Linked DNA regions of Sus scrofa: region 1 is linked to region 2. Evidence: chromatin contacts called from public HiChIP or PLAC-seq data. All regions are on one chromosome and are shown on one strand. The core of a region is the stretch at or near the end of the contact, and the rest is flanking DNA. Distances in the headings are between cores, read along the strand shown.

Region 1 (4,243 bases), core at 1,522-4,021, 200 kb before region 2:
AACCTAACCTCCAGCTATTACAGGAAAATGAGGGAAAATAAAGCTCACCTGAATACTTGTATTTAATTTTTGGAAAATCTCATAGATTTGATCCTTAAACCCTCGGCTCAGCATTTCATCTGCTTCATCCAAAACAAACATTTTGATCCATTTTGGAGCTGTTAAAAATAAAGTCGTACTATTATCTCTAGACTATCAGGCATGTTATTGATTCCTAAGAGTTAAAAAAAAAAAAATCTATACTCCAACAAACTATACTAATAGGGAGTAATACTTACAAAGATATCTTCTGTTTAACATATCAAACACTCTCCCTGGTGTACCAACAACAATATGTGGTGCTTCAGCCTGCAGTTTCTGCATTTCATTCCGAACATTTGTCCCACCAATGCAGGCATGACAAGTTGCTCCCATATAGTCTCCAAGTGCCAGAATTACCTTTTGGATCTGAAAGCCAAAAGCGTTAATTATCATCCAGCAGCATTACATGCTGTGACTAAACTTCCAAAGCATATTGACAAGTATGTGGTCTGCAAACAGCTTTAATGCATGCAGAGCACCTAACTACTTTCAAGCTGAAAAAAATGCAGACAGATATAACTGTCAGGATAAACTTCACTGAAATATCTTGTGCCTTGTCAAAACTTGGGATCCTATTGCCCAGATACCAACCAGGTTATTTAGAGTGAAAAACATTTCCTACATTAGTATTGTGCAGGAAGGAGTAAATAAGATTTATCATCATTAACAAACTTTTTCCCGCAAAGTACTGCAGCATATAATCTTGACCTTAATAACAACTACAAGTGTATTAGCAAGGTTTACTTCAAAGCCAATATAGTAGTGAGCTTTGAAAACGCAGCATGCAACAGATGTATCACATACTGAGACAGTCAAATGAATGAACATGTCACTGCAGCTTTCATGTTGCACAACTGGATTCAAACTTAAAATGAGAAAAGATCTAGTCCAGCCTGAACAGAAATCTTCAGTTTCTCAATCTGTTACACAACCTTGCAAACCATACCTGCACACCCAGTTCCTGTTTAACTTTCAACAATAACTCCCTGCATGCATGGACAGTTAAAAGGAGGGCTCTGTAGGACCAATTTATACTAGGCTTTTAAATTCTCCACAGTTGTGAAACCTGAAACCTATGCAACACGCAAGCAGTTTTTTTGAACTACACTATCAATACCTGTTGAGCCAGTTCTCTGGTGGGGGCCAATACTAGTGCTTGGGTCTCCTTGAACTCAATCTCCAACTGTTGCAGGATGGAAATAGCAAATGTGGCTGTCTTGCCAGTACCTGACTGAGCTTGAGCAATCACATCATACCCTAAAAAAAGTAGGATACATATTTACCGATCCCACAGCAAACCGTCACTTCTAGTCACACCATGTATTCCATTTGGAACATAATTATGCCCAAATAATCAAGTGATCAGCAATGAGTATTCTCTTCATTTCAGGTCAGTCCCGAAAGATGATTGCCATCATTTCACTTTTTGGAATACAAATAGGTGCTAGTCCCCCAGAAGGTATACGTTCCCTTTTACGGTCCAGGTCTATGCAGAAGAGTGAATTCATTTTTAAAAACAGCCGAATTCTTTTACCTTTAATACAAGGAATAATAGCTCTCTGCTGAATAGCTGATGGCTTCTCAAAACCGTAAGCATAGATGCCCCGAAGAAGAGACTCCTTTAAATTCATATCGTCAAAGTTATCAACAATCTCATTCCAGTTGCTCTGAAAGTTTGGGCAAAAAAAAAAGGAATAAATGGGACGAACACACTTACCTTCCCAGAGTTTCAAATTCCACACACGTTTCTTACCTCGATGACACCATCGGGGTCCATTCCCTCTGGGCCGCCATGTTCTCTGCCAACAAAAACACTGCAGTTAGAGAAAATCCCTTCCCCAAACCCACTTCAACTGCACATGGGCGAAAAAGCGCTTTCACAACCGGTCTCTTGAGGTCGCCCTCCCCTGCACGAGTCCACTTCCCAAAGCCGCAGAAGAAGCTGATGCCGCAGGGCACACAATGTCCCGCGCGCCCGCTCAAAGGTTAGGACCTGAGGACACCCGGAAAGGCCCCTCCGACGCCGGCCCTCCCCCTCCAAGCCCGAGCGCAGGCGCTCCCCTCGGCGGCGGACCGTCTCGCGAGAGCTCCACGCGCTGAGCTCCGCCCCTAACACTGCGCAAGCCGGGGTGATTGACGCGGGCCGAGGCCTGGAGAGGCGAGCCAACGGCTCATTGGGACCCCGTGGCCGGCGCGGCCCCATCCGGCCTCCAGCCGCGGGCAGTGGGCGCCGTCGCCGTCCTGCCCCCCACCCCACCACCGTCTAGCGCGCCCAAGCCGCGCCGCTGGCCGCGAATAAACCTCCGAGCCCCATTAGACTCTATCAACCGCGGGCTGCGCCATGGCTTTCACTAAACGCCGGGCTCCGCAGGGGCAGGGGGGCGGCTGCGATTCAAATGCGCCTTCGGGGAAAGACACGCTTTAACCACCCCGTTTTCCTACCCTCGTCTCGTCTCCCCACAACCCGGGCCCTACACTTCATGGAAGCTTCTCGAAGGACACAGGAGTACCGTGGCCCAAGGCAACGCCTATGAACCAGGGCTTCTCTTCCTGCTCACCGCCTACTACCATCTCCTCTGGCGCCTTAGGACCATACCATAGAAAACCACCGGAGAGAGCGCCATACCTGTTATAATCCGCGGAGCCACCAGACATGATCCAAAGAACCACTCAGCGCCCGACTGAAAAGACAGCCGGGCCGCACCACCCGTTTTTTATAGGCTCGCGGCCGGAACCCGTTTTCCGCGGAGGAATTTTACTGTCGCTCTTCGGCCAGTCACAAAATTGTGATCCTGGGATGCTTATCTCAGAAAATATTCGAAGCAAATCATTAAGAAAATTCAAATTTGATTATGTGTCGATATTCCAGGGTTGTTGAAAATCCCAGGACCCTGGGGGAAGGTTGGGACTCTTTGACCCGCGGCGGAAGAATATTGCAGCAAGCAGTAGCTAGGTTCGCGTTCCCTGCCCGCCCTGCTCCTACGGGGTTTCCGCGTCCCTCGAGCAGAGGCGGCCGGGGCGCCGGGCAGGACCGGGAGGCGGAAGCTCGGGGCCCCTTGGAAGCTGGGTGGCCCCGGTTTCTCCGCAGGCGAGCCAGGGAACCTCGCTGTGCTCGCCGTGCTCGGTGCGGAAGGTGTAGGCACGGCCATACTCCGCACTGGAGGGCAATCGGGCTATTCCGCCTGTTCGCGCCGCTACTTAACGCGAAGGTAAAGAGCCGCCTGGCCTTTGACACGAGCGTTTAACATCCATACAGACCTTGACAGTGTGAAACTCGCGCTGCGGAAAATGTCGGCCGCCCAGCGTGTCACAGGAGATCCGCTTTACCGTACATCGTGCAGGGCGAGAAGAAATGTGTAGGGTCCTCTGCAAATTGTCTCTGGAGTAGCCAACTCCTTTCTTATGTTGCCTCTTCTCTCACTGCCTTTTAAAAATAAAGGTTATAAATTTTAACAGGTGTGAGCAATGCCTGATAAAATCATTGTAAACTGGCAAATAGAAGGGTAATTTTTCCTGTAATTCAGGAATTTAAGTGGATGCTTCTGGCAAGTACAGCTCCGTGCCGCTTTGGGACTACATAAGTTTTGCTTCCGGTCATTTTTTTTTTTTCCAAAAGGCTTTTTGAATTTTAATTGCTTATATATAATGAATGTTGATTTATTGATATTGAGAGCATTGTAACCCTTAAAGCTCCAGAGGCTTTCAACTATAGCCCTAACCCATACTCATTAGTAAAAACAAAACAAAAATTAATATATATAGTCATTTAACTTTGAAATACAATCCTACCCATACTGCAAAATATCACAATTACTCAAGAAAACCTTTTACCATTAAATCAGACTGCCAACATAAAGTCTGATAACAGGAAAAATGACTTAATTTTCTATATTTGTGTACTATATTCAGTATGATGCTTGCTTCTAAATGCCACATTTTTTCCAAAAAAAAAAAAATCATTTGCTTGAAAATTGTTGTGCCAGAAACTGACAAGAACTAATACCCAGATGACAGTGTCTTCGCCTGCAGTCTAGTGATGCTGCTCCTTAACCATCCCTTTATAATGTTCAAGTCCAAATTTGTGATAATGCCATACATTGTCTGAGAATAGAAAGCAGAAATCCTTGTTGGCTCATCCAAAATCTACTAAAAATCTCCTGGG
Region 2 (4,411 bases), core at 44-2,543:
TGGACTGTTCTGTTCACAGCTGTCTAGAACAGCAACTTAGAACAGAGCCTGCCACAGAGTATAAACATCCCTTCCACTGTGATCTTCCTGTGCTGGTTTCTTATTCTTCAAGCCTCAGCTCAGATTAGATATCCATCCTTTTTCCCAAATTTCGTAGCACTTACTAATACCTGGAGTTTTTTTTTTCTTTCTACAGTCACACCTGCAGCATATGTTAAGTTCCCGGGCTAGGGGGTCAAAGCAGAGCTGAAGCTGCAGGCCTAGCCACTGCCACAGCCACACCAGATCCCAGCCACATCTGCAACCAAACTCCACAGCTTGCAGCAACACCAGATCCTTAAACCACTGAACGAGGCCAAGGGTCGAACTCCAATCCTCACGGATACTATGTCGGGTTCTTAACCTGCTGAGTCACAATGGGATTATTCCATTTTATTTTCCTAATGTATTATCTATTCTCCCTGTTAAAATATACACTCGAAGAAAGCAAGGACCTTATCTAGTTTGTTCACTACTCTAAATCCTAGTGCCTAGCACTGAGTCAGACACAATACAGAGAGGTAAGAGGTAGACCAGGTTACTGCTTTCAGGAAGATGCCCTCTAGAAGAGAGAGGCCACAAAAAAGAGAAACTAAATTGCATCTTATGGTCTTATTTACCTTTGTACCTTCCACGCCTAGAGGCCATAAACGAACTAAGAAAGCAGGAAATGGCCAGAAATCATAAAATGGAGGTTAGAGGAAGAAGTGATGTTCTTCTGCTGGGTGAAAGCCAAAAAGCTTCTTGAAGGCGGCAACATGGTGGAAAAGCTAATATACAGTTAAGGAGATAACCTTGCGGGCTCTCGCTTCAGAGAGTCTGGGTCTGTATCTTAGCTAGTCTCTGGCAGTGTTACTTTCACCTAAGTCCTAGATTCCTTATCAGTAAAACAAATGTACTTCCCTTAGAGGGCTCTTAGGAATGAGATGAAATAAGTAAAGATGCTTTAATCGGTGCCCCGCCCACAGTAAGCCGTCATTATCATAATCATTACTGATCAAAGCGTGCTGACCTTACCAGCAGCTAAGTGGCTGACCACAGCTCTGTGGAGCAATAGAAAACTACCCTGAGTTGAAAGGCGCGACACCAGAAAGCGATGAGATCTAGCTACAAGTTCCAGCATCCAGCACTCGAGGTCAAGAGTTTCCCAGACCGCGGAAGAAGCACTGGGCCTCTCTAGCAACGTAGTCCTCCGGAGCTCATTGGTGCCTTACGCATGCGCAGTGGGTGAGCAGCCGGCACTGGGCGGGTCTGGCGTTCGAGGCGCGGCCGCTTACGGAGAGGTTCGGCGGAGCGGCCCCTGCCATCGCAGGTAACCGCGCGCAGTTAGGCGCAACGGAGGGCGGGGAGGGCCGGTCCCGTTTCAGGCTTGGGCCGGGGAGGCCAGCTTCGCGTTCTCCGGGTCTTGGGTCCGCTACAGACCCAGTCGGCTGGGGCTTGTCAGTTCTCAAAATCCGATCACCCGGGCGGCCCACCCGGCGTCCGGTCCAGGACCGCGTCCTACCCTGGACAGCGGCCAAAGTGGTGGCCAAGCCACGGGAGGGAGGCTCGGGCCTCACGCCCATCTCCCCGCCTGAGAAACCTGGATCCCAGCGCATCCCAGGGGAGCTTTTGAAGAGGGAAGGAACACCAGTTTAATGTTTACGAATTTAGCCCACTCGAATTTGGTGGTTAGAATAGAGAGTTCTTCTCCAGGACCTGTCCTTTGATTGCACTCTTCAGGGGCGGAGGTCAGTACTTCACAGAGCAGCCTAAGATCTTCCTCACAGAACTTTCATTGTCTGGTATTATTAAGAGCGACGCTAAGCCATTCCCAAGTTCAAAGACAGCTACCATTTATCCTGTCACTCCCATCTTTTGGGTTCATGGTTCCATGACCCTTCACCTGGCCCTTACCTGGCCTTCTATTTAAGGCCACTCATTCTGGTAATTCTCTTCTGTATTCACTCCCGTTTTCTAGATTCTCCCACAACTGAGTTCCTAAAGCACATTTGTATAAGTAACAGTTCTCAAGTCAAACTTGAATTCTAATCCAGGTCTCTGCCAATTCCAGTATGTGACTTTGGGTAAGTTCCTTGACTTTTCTAAGCCTCGGTTTTCTCTTCTGAAAATAGGGAAAATCATATTTATCTGTAGGTAGTTATGAGGATGAAAGGAGGTGAAGAACATAAAACATTTAGAATGCTACCCGGCATATAGCAAGCACTCAATTGACGTCATTTATTTTTTGAACAGGTAATTCCCAAAAGAAACACAATTTTTAGAGTAAATGTAAGACATAATGATAGGAATAAAACATTTTTCATCCATTCATATAAAGGTTTTTTTTTTTTAATGATCTTAATACTGAGGTGTGTGTTTTGAAGATGGTACCTTGATCAAATGATGGAACAATATGATAGCATTTTGGAAAGTAATGGAAATATATGTCACGAGCTTCAGAAGTGTCAGTTACTTCTTTTCATAAATGCACATCTGAAATTTTTCTCCGGAAAGTAATCATAATGCAAAAAATATACAGAAAGTGGTAATTATACCATCATTTATAATAGTGAAAACATTTAACTTTTTAGAGTAGAAAATTTTAACATACACAAAAGTAAAGGTAGTAGTAGGTTCATATACCCTCATGTGTTCATTATTCAGCATCAACAATGGTCAATATTTTGCGTATCGTTTTTGTGAAAAATTTTAAATCTACAAAGTGTCTGAAAATAGATCAATTGAATAAACTGGAATACATTTATTTAGAGTGCTATTAAGCTTTTAAAATTATATAGAACTGTATTACAGAATATATGGTATCATCACAACTGTGAAAATTCAAAAGCTAACATCCAGTCTGTAGGAAAAAAAACATGGATAGGAAATACAGTAAAAATATTAGCTAGTTTCCCTTGGTGTTTGGACTGTGGATGATTTCCCTCCCTTCTTTTTAGGTGTTTTATAAATATTCCATGAAAATTATATGTTGTTGTTAGAACAAACAATGAACAAAAGCAAAATCTAAAAATATTGTACCTGAGTTTCTTGTTGTGGCTTAGCGGACCCAAAAGAGTGTCCATGAAGATTTGGGTTTGATCCCTGGCCTCACTCAGTGGGTTATGGATTTGATGCTGCTGTGGCTGTGGCATAGGCCTGCAGCTGCAGCTCCAAATGACCTCTAGCTAGAAAGAACATCCATATGCCAAAGGTGCGGCTGTAAAAACAAAAATTAAAGAAAAATATTGTGCCTGAATTAAGGATAATAGACTATGCCAGAGCCACAGGAGGTTCACCATTATAAAGATGCTTTAACTTCTCTTGATCTTTTTTTATAGCCTGTGTTTATGTGAGCATTCTGGTCTGCCACCTGGTGCTAGTGCTTCATATTGGGCTCAAATTGTTAGCTAACATGTTCAAATCTTTATAATCAATCAGCCTCTATATGTAAATTATTGGACTTTGAAATTTTATTCTCTTTTTTTGGGCCATGCCTGCAGCATGCAGAAGTTCTGGGGCCGCGGATCAAACCCACATCACAGCATTGACAAAGCTGGATCCTTAACCCACTGAACCACCAGGGAACTCCTCTTATTTTGACTAGTGTTTAAGCAAGATTTCTGGTGATGGGATGGTTCTTGTTTCCCATTTCTTCTTTTCTTTGTCATGAGCTGGGATCTATCTCTTACCTCATGCATTTACACATGCTCCCTAAAACAACTGCTTCAAACAATTCAAGTGAGACAATTCTGTGTTATCACAACTTTTTTCTTGCTCAAATATATTATAAATCTATTCTGCTTCTGTTTGCTGAACTAAATCCACTTTTAAAAGTGACACTGTACATTTAAAAACGGTTAAGGGTGGGGTCACCTTACAAGAAGATGTGTAAATGAATTGGTTTGTGTGAAACTTTGTTTCATAGGTATGCAAAGAAGCCTTTTCACACAGATGTCCTCAGAGATAATATGGATCAGTCCGGAGTTCTCCTCTGGGTAAAAGCAGAACCCTTTATAGTGGGCGCATTGCAGGTCCCCCCTCCGTCCAAGTTCAGTCTTCACTATCTCAGGAAGATATCCAGCTATGTGCGAACCCGGGCCACTGAGGGCGGCTACCCACGCCTGTCCTGGTCTACATGGAGGCACATTGCATGTGGGAAGCTGCAGCTGGCTAAGGATCTGGCGTGGCTTTACTTTGAAATATTTGATAGTCTTACAGTGAAGACACCAGAGGAGCGCCTGGAATGGTCTGAGATTCTGTCCAACTGCATGTCTGGGGATGAAGTTGAAAAGCAAAGAAATCAGGTATGGATGTATATGTATATGTGTTTGATTACTTTGGGAAATAGACTCTTTTAAATTTTTTTGCTTTCTTCTTCCTTTTTTTTTTT

What was found. HiChIP or PLAC-seq counts read pairs in DNA pulled down with a chosen protein or histone mark.
Region 1: an H3K27ac HiChIP or PLAC-seq map of alveolar macrophages shows a contact between it and region 2. The contact joins the promoter of EIF4A2 here to the promoter of TBCCD1 in region 2. A contact is called at or near these places in 4 of 47 Hi-C or Micro-C datasets (brain, heart right ventricle, liver and 1 more) and 2 of 2 datasets of contacts at active chromatin or transcription factors (alveolar macrophages and skeletal muscle).

The regions. Positions count from the first base shown.
Region 1 is chr13:124,581,590-124,585,832 of Sscrofa11.1, reverse strand. It overlaps EIF4A2 (eukaryotic translation initiation factor 4A2), which reads right to left and starts at 2,771. Exons shown (of 11, transcript NM_001100195.1): 1 at 2,708-2,771; 2 at 1,835-1,880; 3 at 1,616-1,748; 4 at 1,199-1,338; 5 at 279-447; 6 at 49-158. The coding sequence starts at 2,736.
Region 2 is chr13:124,384,700-124,389,110 of Sscrofa11.1, reverse strand. TBCCD1 (TBCC domain containing 1) reads left to right here and starts at 1,293. Exons shown (of 7, transcript NM_001243469.1): 1 at 1,293-1,351; 2 at 3,947-4,325. The coding sequence starts at 3,990. It also overlaps a transcript of DNAJB11 not described here.